Linked DNA regions of Sus scrofa: region 2 is linked to region 1. The links are chromatin contacts, called in public Hi-C maps. All regions are on one chromosome and are shown on one strand. The core of a region is the stretch at or near the end of the contact, and the rest is flanking DNA. Distances in the headings are between cores, read along the strand shown.

What was found. A called contact is a pair of places that touch in the nucleus more often than the background predicts.
Region 2: a contact with region 1 is called in a Hi-C map of liver, with 2.0 times the contacts expected there. The contact joins two enhancer-like sites. A contact is called at or near these places in 1 of 5 promoter capture datasets (liver), 4 of 47 Hi-C or Micro-C datasets (epiblast stem cells and liver) and 1 of 2 datasets of contacts at active chromatin or transcription factors (alveolar macrophages).

What each region holds. Positions count from the first base shown.
Region 1 is chr1:270,060,428-270,063,603 of Sscrofa11.1, reverse strand. FNBP1 (formin-binding protein 1) reads left to right here. Exons shown (of 18, transcript XM_021070148.1): 11 at 1,290-1,304. Among named protein-coding and RNA genes, the nearest start is that of USP20, 66 kb to the right of the region's middle. Within about 2 kb of position 1,428, at least 1 of the 83 cell types and tissues checked has an H3K27ac peak or open chromatin away from gene starts, as enhancers often do. A contact at or near this core is called in liver, where this site is marked.
Region 2 is chr1:270,130,154-270,133,329 of Sscrofa11.1, reverse strand. FNBP1 (formin-binding protein 1) reads left to right here. Exons shown (of 18, transcript XM_021070148.1): 2 at 1,998-2,113. Among named protein-coding and RNA genes, the nearest start is that of FNBP1, 48 kb to the left of the region's middle. Within about 2 kb of position 1,754, at least 5 of the 83 cell types and tissues checked have an H3K27ac peak or open chromatin away from gene starts, as enhancers often do. A contact at or near this core is called in liver, where this site is marked.

The DNA.
Region 1 (3,176 bases), core at 179-2,678:
AAATCTATTCGAGGTATTTTTAACACTCTCTACCCAATTTAAAACCAAAAGCACTTTCTTTGGTGATTTGTCTCCAACTTATTTTTGGATCCTAGTACCAGTTGCCTGAACTTTTAGGATTGATAACAGCTAAGTCAGTGTGCCCTGAACTCTCAAAATACTGCTTTTGAGTCAGAAAGCACAGATCAGCTGTTACTCAAGAACTGGTGTTTCTTTTTCTTAATTTTGAGATCACTTTTAATCTGATGGGGGTCCAATAACCATTATGGTTTTGCCAGTCTCCACACCCAGCAGCACTGCAGCTGCAATGTCCTCATAATTACCAGGAAATCCATAGCAAGGCGTAAGGACCCCTTGGAATTGAGATAGTTGGCTCTTTCCTAAAAGTAATTTGCAAGAGCTAGATTTCCTATCGTGGCGCAGCAGAAATGGTTCTGACTAGGAACCATGAGGTTGCGGGTTCGATCCCTGGCTTTGCTCAGTGGGTTAAGGATCCAGTGTTGCTGTGAGCTGTGGTGTAGGTCACAGATGTAGCTTGGATCTGGCATTGCTGTGGCTGTGGTGTAGGCTGGCAGCTGTAGCTCTGATTCGACCCCTAGCCTGGGAACCTGCATACACTATGGGTGCAACCCTAAAAAGCAAAAAAAAAAAAAAAAAAAAAAAAGTACTTTGCAAGAGCAGCAACTTAACAGAAGTTAACTCCCCAGGAGTTGGTGGCCTAGCAGTAAAAGGATCTGGTACTGTCACTGCTGTGGCTTGGGTCACTGCTGTGGCGTGGGTTCCATCCCTGGCCTGGGAACTTCTGCATGCTGCAGGCACACTACCCCTTCCCCCTGAAAAACAAACAAACAAAAACCTTAAAAAGATAAAAACATTACTGGTATGTTGTGCAAGCATTGACTTTCCTGACTCTTTTCGTCTGTGTGAACCTTTCCATGGAAACCTGATGAACTAGAGGCTCTGTGATCATGGTTCAGCATCATGCTGTGTCACAACTGCAAACTCGGTTTATACCCAGACTCATGGAACCAATCCAGAACAGCAAACAGAAACTCTCCTTTTCTATCTCGATTCTGTGCTCCAGCAACGTGGCAGCTAAAGAAGTTTGGATAGATCAGCCCCTCTTGGGAACGTTGGTACAGATCCGCTATAAATCATTTTCACAAAGCGCCAGGTGAATTTATGTCTTAGGTGAATGCAGTGGAACCGGCCAAGTTCCTCTTCTTCTCATGTGTTGTTGTTTCTCTCTCTCTTTTTTCCCCTGTTATCTCTTCAATTTTTACACGAAGCTTTCTCTCAAGCTGGTAAGCACAATTATTCTATGCATGTCCTGACGCTAATCAGGTTCTTCGGGTGTGTGTTTTGTGGGTGCTCTCTCTGCCATGTGCATCTCTTTGAAGTTAACTGTTGAGTTGTGCTTCTCTTGTGTGTGCTTCTGTTGGTAGTTCTTTATTAGACCTTTGGAATACAAAGGTCCAGAGTCTAACAGGGGTGATTGTAAACTTTTCAAGTTGCTAAGAAAATTAACGCTTAACTCATGATTTGGTTTTCTTAACTACTGGGGTCTTAAGAGGATGACAGATGTTGATAAATTTTATTTAAATATGAATATAAATACAAAATATGGACAAATACAAAGATGAAATACAGGAGAGTTTATTTATTGGATTATTTTGAATAAAACCAAATTTTGGTGTTCCCTGATGGCCCAGGGTCAAAGATCTGGTGTTGTCACTGCTGTGGCATAGGTCCGATCCCTGACTCTGGGAACCTCCACATGCCCTGGGCATGGCAAAAAAAAAAAAAAAAAAATCAAATGTAATGGTTGAAAGTTGCTCCTTCCTGGGAGCCACAGAAGCGGATGAAAAATGCTGGGAACCTGAGAGAAATGTGTGGGAATGATACTAGGCTCAAACTCAGGTCTAAGGCACCTTTGAGAAATGAAAACCATGAAATCTTGTAAGGTGCTACAGAAAGACCTTGTAGCATAGCTGATCCAGGGAATCACAAGACGACTTTATGGATGATGAAAAGAGCCTCCTAAGCCTTTCTACAGTGATGTCTCTAGTGTTCAATGTTGTTTCTACTTTAATGGCATAGCCCTAGTAAATAGTCAAACTAATCATTAAGTTTATTAAAAAAAACCTCTTAACCTCGTAACCCCTGTTATACTCAAATATACTCAAACACCGCAGCTGAGAATATCCTAATTCATGAACCGTGATGAACTGTGACAATTCCACCAGGAATAAGATCAGCGTTTTAGGCGCTGCTGTTGAGAACGTAGGACGATATTTTATGGTTACCCTTATATGTTCTTTTATGTGCGTTTGAGTATATACATAAACGTATGTATATACAGGATTTTTTCAGCCCGACTCACTCTTTGGCAATTGATCCAAATCAGTTGGATTTGGAAACGAAAGAAAAAGAATGTTTTACTAAACATTTCTTAGACTTTAAAATGAAATCCCAGGAAGAATTCTTGATGAAGACCTCTGCAAGAAGGAAATATCTAGATGCTGAAATGAACTGCAGTCATCAAAAGTATGAATTTGGGAGAAAATGGATCCATTAAGTGGGAGTCTCTCAGATGCCAGGGTTTCTTTTTGGCCCTTGTTCTTTTGCTGAGGTGCTAGCCGCAGAAGATGGTATAATTAGGCAGTCTTTCTGTTTGAGATAAATCATTTTACTAGCCTGGAATTGAATTGTTGCTCAATACCCTTACTTTGAAGCTAATAAAGAAGTAAACTCTTGGAGTTCCCTGGTGGCTCAGTAGGTTAAGGATCCGGCATGGTCACTGCTGTGGTACCTGTTCTATCCCTGGCCAGGGAAATTCCGCATGCTACAGGCATGGCCAAAAAAAAAAAAGAAGTAAATTGTTACACAAAGACTATTGTTTGGTGTAAAAATAAAACTCAAGAAGCACCTCGTGTCATCGCCCAGGAGCAAGCGCTTGATTCCAGGGGCAATTAAAACAAGATCCCCTTAGAGCCACAGCCACTGAAAATGTACCTGTGTGTGTGCGGGCCCTCTTCCAAACCCCGGTAGGGCCGGTCACTTTGGGGCCACCCCAAAGAGTTCAGAAAATCTTTTCTGACTCAAAGGTAGAAATAAAAATTCCTTTGTGGCAAAATGAATCATAAGTCAGGGTATTGTTTGAAAGAACTCAAGCT
Region 2 (3,176 bases), core at 505-3,004, 69 kb before region 1:
TGCCACCCTTCTGATAGAAGTCAAGTATACAGAACAGTTTCTCATGTTTTACAGATTGCACTGCTCTGAATGGAAAATAGAATCAAAGCATAAAGACAGGTTTTAAATGGAAGATACTGGATCTAAAAAATAAGCTGAAGGACAATGCCGAATGTATACTGTGAGATGGCACATGCCTGGGATGGGATTGCCTTGTGGCTTTGTGGTTTGTTTTTTTTTTTAAATTACTTTTTTAAATTGAAGTATAGTCAATTTACAGTATTGTGTTAGTTCCAGGTGTCCTGCACAGTGATCCAGTTATACATGCATACATATATCTATTCTTTTTCCAATTCTTTTCCCGTATAGGGTATTATAAAGTATTGAGTCTACTTCCCTGTGCTACACAGGAGTCCTTGCTGGTAATCTGCTTTATATTTGGTAAAGCGTCTATATTAATTCCAAACCCTAATTTATCCCTCCCCCATTGGTGACCGTAAGTTTGTTTTCTATGTCTGTGCGCCTATTTCTGTTTTGTAAATAAGTTCATGCAGACGTTCGCAGGCCAGGGATCAAATGAGAGCCACAGGAGTGACAACACCGAATCCTTAATCATTAGGCCACTAGGGAACTGCCTTCTTTTTTCATTTTTTTAGGATTCCACGTATATGGCTTTGTTTTTATATTTGATCTGGCACTTTTTCATTTTACATGATCCTAATGACAGTTTGGTGATATTAGGCAGGGCTTCTGTCTTCATGTTGCAGGCAATTGACTAAAACCTTGAGGTGTTTGGTGGCCTTTCTCTAGTCCCAGAGCTGGGCTAGAACCCTCATCCTCTATTCATTGCCATTACCCTTCAGGAGCCACCCGTCCACCTCTGCCAATTCTCTTCCCCGAAGTCGTGCTAAGCCTCTCTTCACCTTTGGCTTCTGGTCCTAGGCTCGTCCTTCAGATCCACCAGCTCACCAGCCTCCATCCGTGACCTCTGAGTAGGTCTGTGCTTCCAACTCGATTCTGGACATGTCACTCCCTCGCTCAACATGTCACGTCACCCAAACTGCTGCCCCTTCCCTCCGCCAGGGTGCTCACGGGACGCAGAGCCAGGGAGTTGCCCTCGAACCCTCCTCTCCTTCACATCCCTTCCAGCCTCCCATTTAATCAGTCACAAAGACTAGCTGATTCTACCTGATCGTGGTCGGTCACATCCTTCCTTCTGTTCCCACTTCCCCTCCTTTGGTCTGTTGAACACCCCTGACTTCCAGCTGCTGGTGATGTTAAACATAGCTATGGTTGTGCCACTCCCTTGCCAAGCCCTTCAGTGGCTCACTTGTGCCTGCCAGGGTCTAGGCACCCTGGCTCGGCATGATGAGGCCAGGACCCTCTAGATCCATCACCCACCACCAGGCCATTCCACCAGATTCCTGGACCGTCTTTGCCTTCCTGCTCTCATTCTTCCAGACCAGGAATCTCCAGGCACTGCACACATCAGGATTATATTTCTCTTCTTTTTGGTTCCCCAGCCCTAAGCACCATTCTTGGCACAAAGTGTAGGCTTGATGCCTGTTCAGAGGTTGGAATAAAAGTCATGAGTCATTTTATTTGTTTGAGGAAAGCAGGTATTTTGTAACCCTTCTCCCTCCTCGTTCCTCGCCTCTGATTTCAGGGAGCTTACTTGAATGCTAACTCAGATAACGGGTAAGGTGCTGACTGAGTTGTCGCGGGTGTGTGTTCTACCTCGCGGTCCGTGGTGTCTTGGAGAGGACACTTGGCTTTGCGTCAGGACATCAGCTGTATCCAAACACCACGTTTCTAACAGGAATAGGGAACGTGAACGGACGAGTCAGAGGTCAATAGCTCAGGCAGTTTTCAAACCAAATTTGGTAATGTTGAAATCATGAAAAATGTTAGAACTGCTTTCTAGGTACTGATATATTGTTGAGAGACTTGTTCGTTGGAGTTATGCTAATCACAGAGAAAGATTACAAGCTCTCCTCCACCTTTTTTTTTTTTAACAGGATCAATTTGACAACTTAGAAAAACACACACAGTGGGGAATTGATATTCTTGAGAAATACATCAAATTCGTAAAGGAAAGGACAGAGATTGAACTCAGCTATGCAAAGCAACTCAGGTAAGTTGATACTGAGAAAGACTGGCTGTTAACTGCAGAATGGATGTAAGGATAATTCAATATTCTCATTTTGTAGTATAAATGCATAATCCTTGAACTATTTCTTCTTTCACATCAGCTTATTCTTCAATAAAAACAATTGTTTTTAAATATAAAAAATTAATTTTCCTAGGACAGTAAGCCTACAAATCAAGTTATGCTTTTAGAATCTGGTTTCTTGAAAGGATCCCTGCTGCATTTTGGAGCAGCTTTTTTGTTTTTTTCAGAAAACATCTTAAAAATTAACTTTTATTGGAGTGTAGTTGATTTACAATGTTGTGTTCGTTGCAGGTATAGAGCAACGTGAATCAGTTATATATATATCTCCCTTCTTTTTCAGATTCTTTCCCTATATAGGCTATCACAGAGTACTGAATAGATTTCCCTGTGTGTTACTTATCAATTTGAAATATAACGTAGGAGTGCTCTTGTGGCGCAATTGGTTAAGGATCTGGCATTGCCGCTGCAGCATCTTGGGTCGCTGCTGTGGCACAGGTTCGATCCCTGGCCAGGGAGTTTTTTAATGCCATGGGTGTAGCCAAAAAAAAAAAAAAAAAAAAAAGAAAAAAGAAATATTACATACATACAGAAAAGTTCACCGATCTCGTGTACAGTGCCACAAATTTTCAGAGGGAATACGACCATAGGACCAGCACCCAGGTCTAGAAACAGCAAGTTACCAGCCTCAGGGCCTTTTCCAGGGTTTGACCACTCTTCCGATCTCTGACAGCCTGGATTAGTCGTGCCTGTTTTTAAACCTTAACGAATGTGAGCATTTATTATGCACTGTTTGTATTTGGCTTCCTTTGTTCCTCATTATGTCTGTGGGATTCACTATTGTTGCATTTGCTGGTACTTTTCATTGGTGTTTAATATTTTGGTGTATGAATGTATCACTGTTTTTTTAAATGATTTTTATTTTTTCCATTATAGTTGGTTTACAGTGCTCCGTCAATTGTCTATGGTACGGCAAAGTGACCCAGTCACACACACACATATATTCTTTTCCTCGCATCATCCTCCA